2 separate regions of the Danio rerio genome follow, and region 1 is linked to region 2. A link is a contact called in public Hi-C data. All regions are on one chromosome and are shown on one strand. The core of a region is the stretch at or near the end of the contact, and the rest is flanking DNA. Distances in the headings are between cores, read along the strand shown. Region 1 holds the start of syt19 (synaptotagmin XIX). Region 2 overlaps pgpep1l (pyroglutamyl-peptidase I like).

Region 1 (4,240 bases), core at 1,196-3,695, 280 kb before region 2:
TAGTTACAAAATGTTCAGTTTTGAGTGAACTATCCTATAGTCAGTGATATTAATATGCCAATTTCTAGAAATCATAGATTTTAAATTACCAACTATTCTTGCTGTGACTGAAACTTCATCTGAACAACCTGTTTTTGGAGGTTTTCAGTCACTTTAGAAGGGCTCAACATCTTGTAATGTCAGTGAAGACTGGAAAGTTTGGTAGCCAGTTAAATTGGATTTGTCAGATAATTAAGGAAATAACTATCAGATTACAGATGGACACCAGTACCTAAGAGGAATTTGATGGTGTTCCTTAATTTTGGTCAGTGTTCTTTAAAATGTAACATTTTTTATACTATTTATGCTTCTGAAGTCAGAGTACAACTCTTAAAATATGCATCTTGAATTCTGCACTGTACATCTGAGAGCATATCGGCTAATATATGGAGTTTGATTTGACTTGTATCAGAGCGCATTGAACATGGTCACCAGATGCTTGGCAGTGGATCTCGAGGCAGATGGCATCCTGTGTATGGCTCTGCATCCAGGCTGGGTGCGCACTGATATGGGTGGACCTGAAGTGAGTCTCTTTCTGTTATCTCTTACTTGCCAGTGCTGTCTGTTGTTGTGCTAATCAAACTTAACAACTTTTCAAAACTACAGTAGTGATAAACGCTTTTGGTGTGTTTTTGTCTATACAGGCACCATTGAGCCCTGAAGAAAGCATTTCCTCTGTGTTGTCTGTGATTGGTGGATTAACCGAAAAGGATCATGGGTCATTTCTACATTATACTGGGGAAACACTTCCCTGGTGAAGCTGTCGATTTTTGTCAATTGCAGCGATAGACGATTTCCAATTGTTTTGCTTTATACATGTTTACTTATTTATTAATATACATTTTTGTTCAGGTTATATTTATTTTATTTGCTGTAAAATGTTACTCACTGATATTCAGGGTGTGAATGTGATCCGAGTGGATCATGATTGAATAACTTCAATTTTGGCGTTAAAAAAGCTTTGAAATTATCTATTTACTGGTATAATATGAAAGTAGTTTTTCCACTTATTTGTCTTTAAATGCAAAACCAAAGAAACTATTCTGTTAGATTTTATTTGTATTAATAGTCACAAGCTGTCTCAAAAATAAAGTACTTATTTTTTTCATAGTTTTGTAATGCTTAAAGTGCAAGCTTTTCGAATTAAAGGTTGTATTGAGGTTAAATGTGTTTTCTTTCTGATCATTTATTGTTAAAATGTATTATATCCTAAACCATTTTGAATGTTATATTCATTATGTAACTGATAAAAGTCATCACCTTTTCAAGTTTTAGGAACAACAAATAACTTGACTTGTAGTTGATCATTTGGTGTTAGAAGTGGCTTATATGAAAGACAAAGGTCTCAAATCATGCCTATTTTACCAAAATAAAATATGATCATGACCTGATTTAATTATCAAATTAGGACAGCAAGGTCTGACTTTGCTTGGACAAAGGTCTTGTTACTTAACAGAAATAATGTTCTGTATAGAATATAAAGTCATGGTGCAGTGGGAAAATAATTAATATTGTGTATGACTCCCATGAGCTTGGATGACTGCATCCATGCATCTCTGCAATGACTCACATAACTTATTAATAAAGTCATCTGGAATGGCAAAGAAAGCATTCTTGCAGGACTCCCAGTGTTCATCAAGATTCTTTGGATTCATCTTCAATACCTCCTCCATCATCTTCCGCCTACATGCTCAATAATGTTCATTCTGGTGACTGGGCTGGCCAATCCTGGAGCACCTTGACCTTCTTTGCTTTCAGGAACTTCGATGTTGAAGCTGAAGTATGAGAAGGAGCGCTATCCTGCTGAAGAATTTGCCTTTTCCTGTAGTTTTGAGCAGCACAAATTTCTTGATACCTCAGGCTGTTGATGTTGCCATCCACTCTGCAGATCTATCACATGCCCCCATACTCAATGTAACCCCAAACCATGATTTTTCCTTCACTAAACTTGACTGATTTCTATGAGAATCTTGGGCTCATGCTGGTTCCAACAGGTCTTCTGCAGTATTTGTAATGATTGGGATGCAGTTCAACAGATGATTCATCTGAAAAACAAAATCAACCTTCTGCCACTTTTCCAAATGATCCAACTAGAAGTTATTATTTGTTGCTCTTACAACTGGGATCAATGGCAAGACTTTTGTTAGGTAGTGTATGTCTCATTTTTAATATTATATTTCTCATTGCATAGTGCAGTTGTGTCAGTTGCACTATTATAAATTATTCCATCATAAGAAATAAACTAATTATCTACAGTTTTTCAATAAAACAGTTCATGACATTCCTATGCATATAATTTTTTAAAGAGGAAAATGAAGGTTCTCCCATCTCCCATACTGACACTCAAACTATTTTTCATGAGCAAATATCTAATCTTTCAAGCTCTGGCTATTTGGCTACAAGTCAGTGATACACTGGACATTCGATTTGCATAGTGGAGTAGTAGAAAGCCAACAGTTCTACATATGCCATTGAAACACATCTTGTATTAGTTAAAGGTTCCTGAAGGCAGTGAAGATCAAGCATGTTTAATAAGAGCTGAATGAACAAGTGATCCAACAGGTTTGCCATTTGTGTTTGCTGATCATTTGTCAGGTGATCACTGTCAACTATGTAGGAATATGGATATGCTCCCGTCATAGTTTATTTACAAAATGGAACTAAAGGTGGAAAACTAAAGCTTGAAAAGGTAGGGCTTTCAACTTAGTGTTTTTAATTGTGATTTCCTTTTTAAAATTGATGTTTATTAAAGCCTTAAGCTACAAAGATATGTCTTTCTTGGAAAGTGTCGTAACTAGTTCTCAAGATACTAAATGTAGTGTGTTTTTAAAAATTATGCAACGTGCATTATACATAGTATACATTAATGTACATTTATTCAGATTTTCTGTACATATGAATAACGGATATCAGGAATACCTTTATGTCATTCATTTCCAGGGTTGTACATGGCAGAACGACAATATGGTGTTTATGGCTTTGAGTCTTCGACTGCTATTCTCTGAGCAAGTTGAGTATAGTATCTTGGCCATATCAGCTGTGGTTTTCCTTGCAGCCCTTGGCTTTTTGATATGGCAAATTTACCGCTACTGTACACAGTTTCGCGTTTTGCAAAGAGCTGGTAAGTTTTCTTGCAAATTAACTGACTGATTAGTATATATTACTATGAACAGCTGCTGTTTGAAATAATCCTTTTAAAATATGTGCCTTAAATATGCAGTATTGTATAGGAAGTTTGATATTATTTATGATATCCCTAACAATTAAATGTCAGTAAAATGGTTTTATTGTTTTGGAAAGCAATTCAAATTTGAAATAAAAATGGATAATAAGTAATCAAATGTACATTTAAATTATTTATAATGTATAATCACAATAATAATATTATTTGTAAATAATATTTTTAATATTCCTCTTAACTTTCTATTTAAAGAATTTTAAAAAATGATAATGATAATAAACATGTTTCTTTTAGAACCAAATCGGCATATTAAAAAGTTTTCTGAATAATCATGTGACACTAAAGTTTGCAGTAAAGATGCTGACAATTAATTTACATGTTTATTTAATTAAATAACTTCCTTTTCAATGTTATATGAATTAAACAATGAGATTGTTTAGCAGCAAAGCTAATAGGGTTTATGCAAAATACCTATCAAGATCTATTTGATTCCTGTGAATGTTTTATTAACAGATGGCCAGCCAGCTAAAAGAGGAGGTTTTCAGAATGGTAAACAAGCTATGGTAAGAATAATTTGCATAAGCCATCATAATCGTCATTACCTGGAATGCACCTAATATGTGCTGTGTTTACTTCCGTATTTACTGCTTGCTCTAACCAAGATCAAACAACATAGATGAAAAACACGTTTCACAGATGGTTAGCTTAGGTTGCCAAACAGTATGTCTGTATTTCAAAGCATCCAATAAAAGAAAAATGACACCTGATGCACACTCTGCCCATCAGAATAAGGTTCAATATGAGGAACTGAGCCACAGACTGTCGCCCGGCTCATCTTGCACTAACCTGGGCAGCAATTTAGACCTGGCAAGCTTGGAGGATCTGGAGGAGGAGCACATCCAGGGATCTCTGCGATTTTCACTGTTCTACGATCAGCTGCAGTCCAAAATGGTGGTGACAGTACTGGATGCCCAGGATCTGGCCGTAAGAGACTTCAGTCACAGTGTGGACCCTTTTGTC
Region 2 (4,324 bases), core at 99-2,598:
TGTGGAGGATATTTTCTTGGCACACTTTGGGCCAATTAGTACCAATTGAGCATCGTGTCCACGCCACAGCCTACCTGAGTATCTTTGCTGACCATATCCATCCCTTTATGACCACAGTGTACCCATCTTCTAATGGCTACTTCCAGCAGGATAACACACCTTGTCATAAAGCGCAAATCATCTCAGACTGGTTTCTTGAATATGACAATGAGTTCACTGTAATCCAATGGACTCCACAGTCACCAGATCTCAACCCAATAGAGCGCCTTTGGGATGTGGACTGGTGATTCGCATCATGATTGTGCAGCTGAGAAATCTGCAGCAACTGCGTGATGCTATCACGTCAATATGGAGCAAAATCTCTGAGGAATATTTCCAGTACCTTGTTGAATCTATGCCACAAAGAATTAAGGCAGTTCTAAAAGCAAAATTGGTTCAACCTAGTACTAGTAAGGTGTACCTAATAAAGTGGCAAGTGAGTGTATTTTAACATGTTATTTATTTATGTGTTGGCAAAACTCAATTTTCAGCAGCCATAATGACAGATTCAGAAATCATTCTAACATTGTATTATTTATTTATTCATTTTTCTTTAGCTTATAGTCCCTTATTTATCAGGGGTCACCACAGCGGAATGAACCGCCAACTATTACCGTACATGTTTTGCACAGCGGATGCCCTTCCAGCCCCAAGCCAGTACTGTGAAACATTGTATTATATTGGATTAATATTACAATATGTATTTATTATAATAAAATGTATTATATTCATTTTAAATAGAAATCTTTTGTATTATAAATGTATTTTCTGTTTAAAGTTAGTAGCATTGCACGTACTGTATCTTTTAAAGAACAGACAGTCCTAGAAACCATTGTGAGAATTCAAGCTTGATGAAATAACATGTATGATCAAGAAATATGTGAATTATTAAACATAAGAGAAGTACCAAAGGTAGTCAAAATAGGGTGATGTTTGTTTTATGGCTAGTGCTGTATATCTCACCTTTAGCACCTTTAGCTTAGCAACATGCTAACGTAAAACTTTTTTGGTATTGATATTGAATGCAGTTTTCCACAAGTGCTATTTGTGGAGATGTTTACTTGTGTAGATCACTCCACTCTGAATATCAGTAAGTTGTGAGCTGTCTTTTCAGTCAGGATCTGCTTTAGAAGGCAGGACAGTAGCTCGGTGGGTTTTGGAAAAGAGATCAGTGCAAACAGCAGGGCAGGATTTATCACGTTTTCTGATTGGGATTGAATTTGCTTCAGTGAGTCATGACAGATGGACTCTGCTATGAATTTGTGCTCCAACCAACGCAAAACAGGCAGGTTACTCACGTACGCCAGGCCTCTGTCCAGAAAAAAAAAATACTTTGTTTTTAAGCAATGGCTGAGGAGGTTAACCCACAGAACAGTGTAACTTTCCGTTAGCGCCTAACATTCGTCAGAGAAAGCTCTGGTGCAGTATTTGATACTGTGGAATGTCTTTGCCTGTGTGTTTTGTGCTGAGAAGCTCCACTCTGAACCTGCGGCTGGAGGTCACTGAAAATGTATTTCAGTGGGCCAGTGAGAGCTGACGCTATTCTTAGCTTGTTTGTGCATTTTACCATGATGTGGTGGAACAGTACCACACCAAACTGTTGTGATAATGGGTTTGGTGATTTTTATTTTTGTTTTGGATTTTTTTCTTCTTTTTTTGCTGCTGCTTGTGTGTTCCCAGCTGTTTACATGAGACAGGTTTATGGAGTGTTTAGGACAGTAGTGCTGGCGTAGTGTACTGTCCAACCACAAAATGTTCTAGAAGCTGTGTTTTCAACAACAATCTGCTCTGCTCTGCTCCAGCTCTAGTGAACACTGCCACCTGTTGATGAGTGCCAAACACCAGGAGTTCATAGACATTATAATGCTGTTTGCACTGCAGTATATCAGATTTGTACATGTTATAAAATATGAATTGCATTTTAAATGATCATATTATTTATATAAAGAGAGAAATGTCACCTAATTTGCCCCTTTAACATTTTGAATATGCATTTATTTTAATTTTTTTTTGTTTTCTTTTTTGATTTTGGTGTTATGCTTTAGCTTTTGTTATTTTATTAAATGATTCTGTTTAACTTTAATTTGACATTTTAATAATTATACTAACCTTAGCTAGGGTCAAGGCAACACTTTTAAATTGCATTCAAGTTTTTCAGTGCTATTTCTTTATTTGAGATTTATTGCAAAACTACAAATAGCAATTCTGAGTAGTTTTAGTTAATAATATTTCAATACAGACTCCAAAACATTGCTGTTTTTTTAACTGGTCACACTGGGCTCTAAGGAGATGCTGTTTACATCAGAATTATTAGTCTCCTTGAATTATCAGCCCCCTGTTTATTTTTTTCCCCAATTTTTGTTTAACAGAGAGATTTTTTTTAAACTAATTTCTTAATAACTCATTTCTAATAACTGATTTATTTTACCTTTGCCATGATGACAGTGAATAATATTTGACTAGATATTTTTCAAGACACTTCTATACAGCTTAATGTGACTTTTAAATGTCTTAATTAGGTTAACTAGGCAGGTTAGGATAATTAGGCAAGTTATTGTATAATGATGGTTTGTTCAGTAGACTATCGAAAAAAATATATAGCTTAAAGGGGCTAATAATTTTGACCTTAAAATGGTTTTTAAAAAATGAAAAACTGCTTTTATTCTAGTCAAAATAAAACAAATAAGACTTTCCCCAAAAGGAAAAATATCATCAGACAGTGTGAATAATTCCTTGCTCTGTTAAACATCATTTGGGAAATATTTAAAAAAGGAAAAAAAAATCAAAGGTGGGCTAATAATTATGACTTGAACTGTGTGTATTTGATTTACTAATAAGAACTGTCTCAAAAGAGTGATTTGAAACTGATAACACTGTTTAGATTGTGTATTCCTGAAAATGAACTGGCTCAAAAGTGTAGTTTAATCTTTTTTATTCACTAAAAACAACAAGAGAATCTGAATATCCTTATCACATTGTCTACTACTGAAATGGCTCAAAGGAGTAACGTGTTCTTGCTCCATTGAATTTTTGTGATTTACTAAAATGAACTGACTCCTAAAAGGGGATCGCACAACAGACGCACCACGATGCGCTCATGACAGTTACAGGTATTGCACACCAGACACGCACATTCTCATTCATTTTCTTTTTGGCTTAGTCCCTCAATTAATCAGAAGTCGCCACAGCAGAATGAACCGCTAATTTACAAAGCATATGTTTTATGCAGCAGATGCCCTTCCAGCTGCAACCCATCTCAGGAAAACACCCATACAATCTCATTCACACACATACACTACAGACAATTTAGCCTACCCAGTTCACTAGGACTGTGCTGGAAACCGGAGCACCTGGAGGAAACCCATGCGAACATGGGGAGAACACGCAAACTCCACACAGAAATGCAAATTGAGCAAGCCGAGACTCAAACCAGTGACCTTCTTGCTGTGAGACAACATCGCAACCCGCTGCGCTGCCCCATGCACAATATCATGTTATTTAAAAGGAAACTAATTAGATGGTGCTCTGTGGCACAGCAGAAATATGAAGTGTCCCGAGTTGTAGCTGGGCACCTTGGACAGCCACCGACCTGCGACACCGGTGTATGTACCAGGATAAAAATCTCTGTTTATACCAGCTCTTTGTGTTAAGTGTCATACAGAGCTTGGGACATACTTTCATTGCTTCTGGAAGAGCAAACTCATTTCAAGATTCTGGAACTTTGTTGCGTATGAAATTAGCACGATTTTTAAGATCAAATAAAAAAAAAAGATCCCAGTCTTTTTCTTTTGGCACTCCCTCTAAAACACAAGCATTGTCAATGACCCTTGACACAAAAGGTTAAACATTGTTTGATAAACTGCTACTTGTGGCAAGAAAACGCATCCTTATTAGATGAATACGAAACAGTCCCCCCACTGTGACACAATGGTACAGAGAGATTTTTGCAGTTTTGCCCCACAGGAGGCTTGCAGCTGTGCTTAATGATAACATAGTTTCAAACATAGTTTCAGAGTTTTCAAAATATACGATCTCCTTTTATAGATCACCTGCCCTAACATGTGAGAGAAATGGTTTCGTTTGTTTAATTAGATTTTTTTTGTTTTTTGTGGAGGAGGTTTGTCAGAGGTTTAGGGAAGGGTCTTGTGTTATTTATTTGTTACTTTTGTTGTTGTTTTTCAAATTTTCTTTTGTTGTGTTCTAATATTCTTTTTTTATCACATGTTTATATTATAGGAATGTGCTATGATTAGGAAAATATATATTTAGTTTTGTGTGCCTTTCC

What was found. Hi-C and Micro-C count contacts between places; a contact is called where the count stands out from the background.
Region 1: a contact with region 2 is called in a Hi-C map of an unstated tissue, with 4 times the contacts expected there. The contact joins the promoter of syt19 here to the enhancer-like site in region 2.

What each region holds. Positions count from the first base shown.
Region 1 is chr18:22,557,653-22,561,892 of GRCz12tu, reverse strand. syt19 (synaptotagmin XIX) reads left to right here and starts at 2,445. Exons shown (of 7, transcript XM_073930316.1): 1 at 2,445-2,728; 2 at 2,980-3,160; 3 at 3,734-3,783; 4 at 4,007-4,240. The coding sequence starts at 3,004. It overlaps si:dkey-12e7.4, which reads left to right. Exons shown (of 6, transcript NM_001144042.1): 5 at 452-562; 6 at 684-1,201. The coding sequence ends at 797.
Region 2 is chr18:22,272,700-22,277,023 of GRCz12tu, reverse strand. The region is part of intron 4 of pgpep1l (pyroglutamyl-peptidase I like); the gene reads right to left. The region is part of intron 20 of igf1ra (insulin-like growth factor 1a receptor); the gene reads left to right. Among named protein-coding and RNA genes, the nearest start is that of synm, 17 kb to the right of the region's middle. Within about 2 kb of position 1,348, at least 10 of the 62 cell types and tissues checked have an H3K27ac peak or open chromatin away from gene starts, as enhancers often do.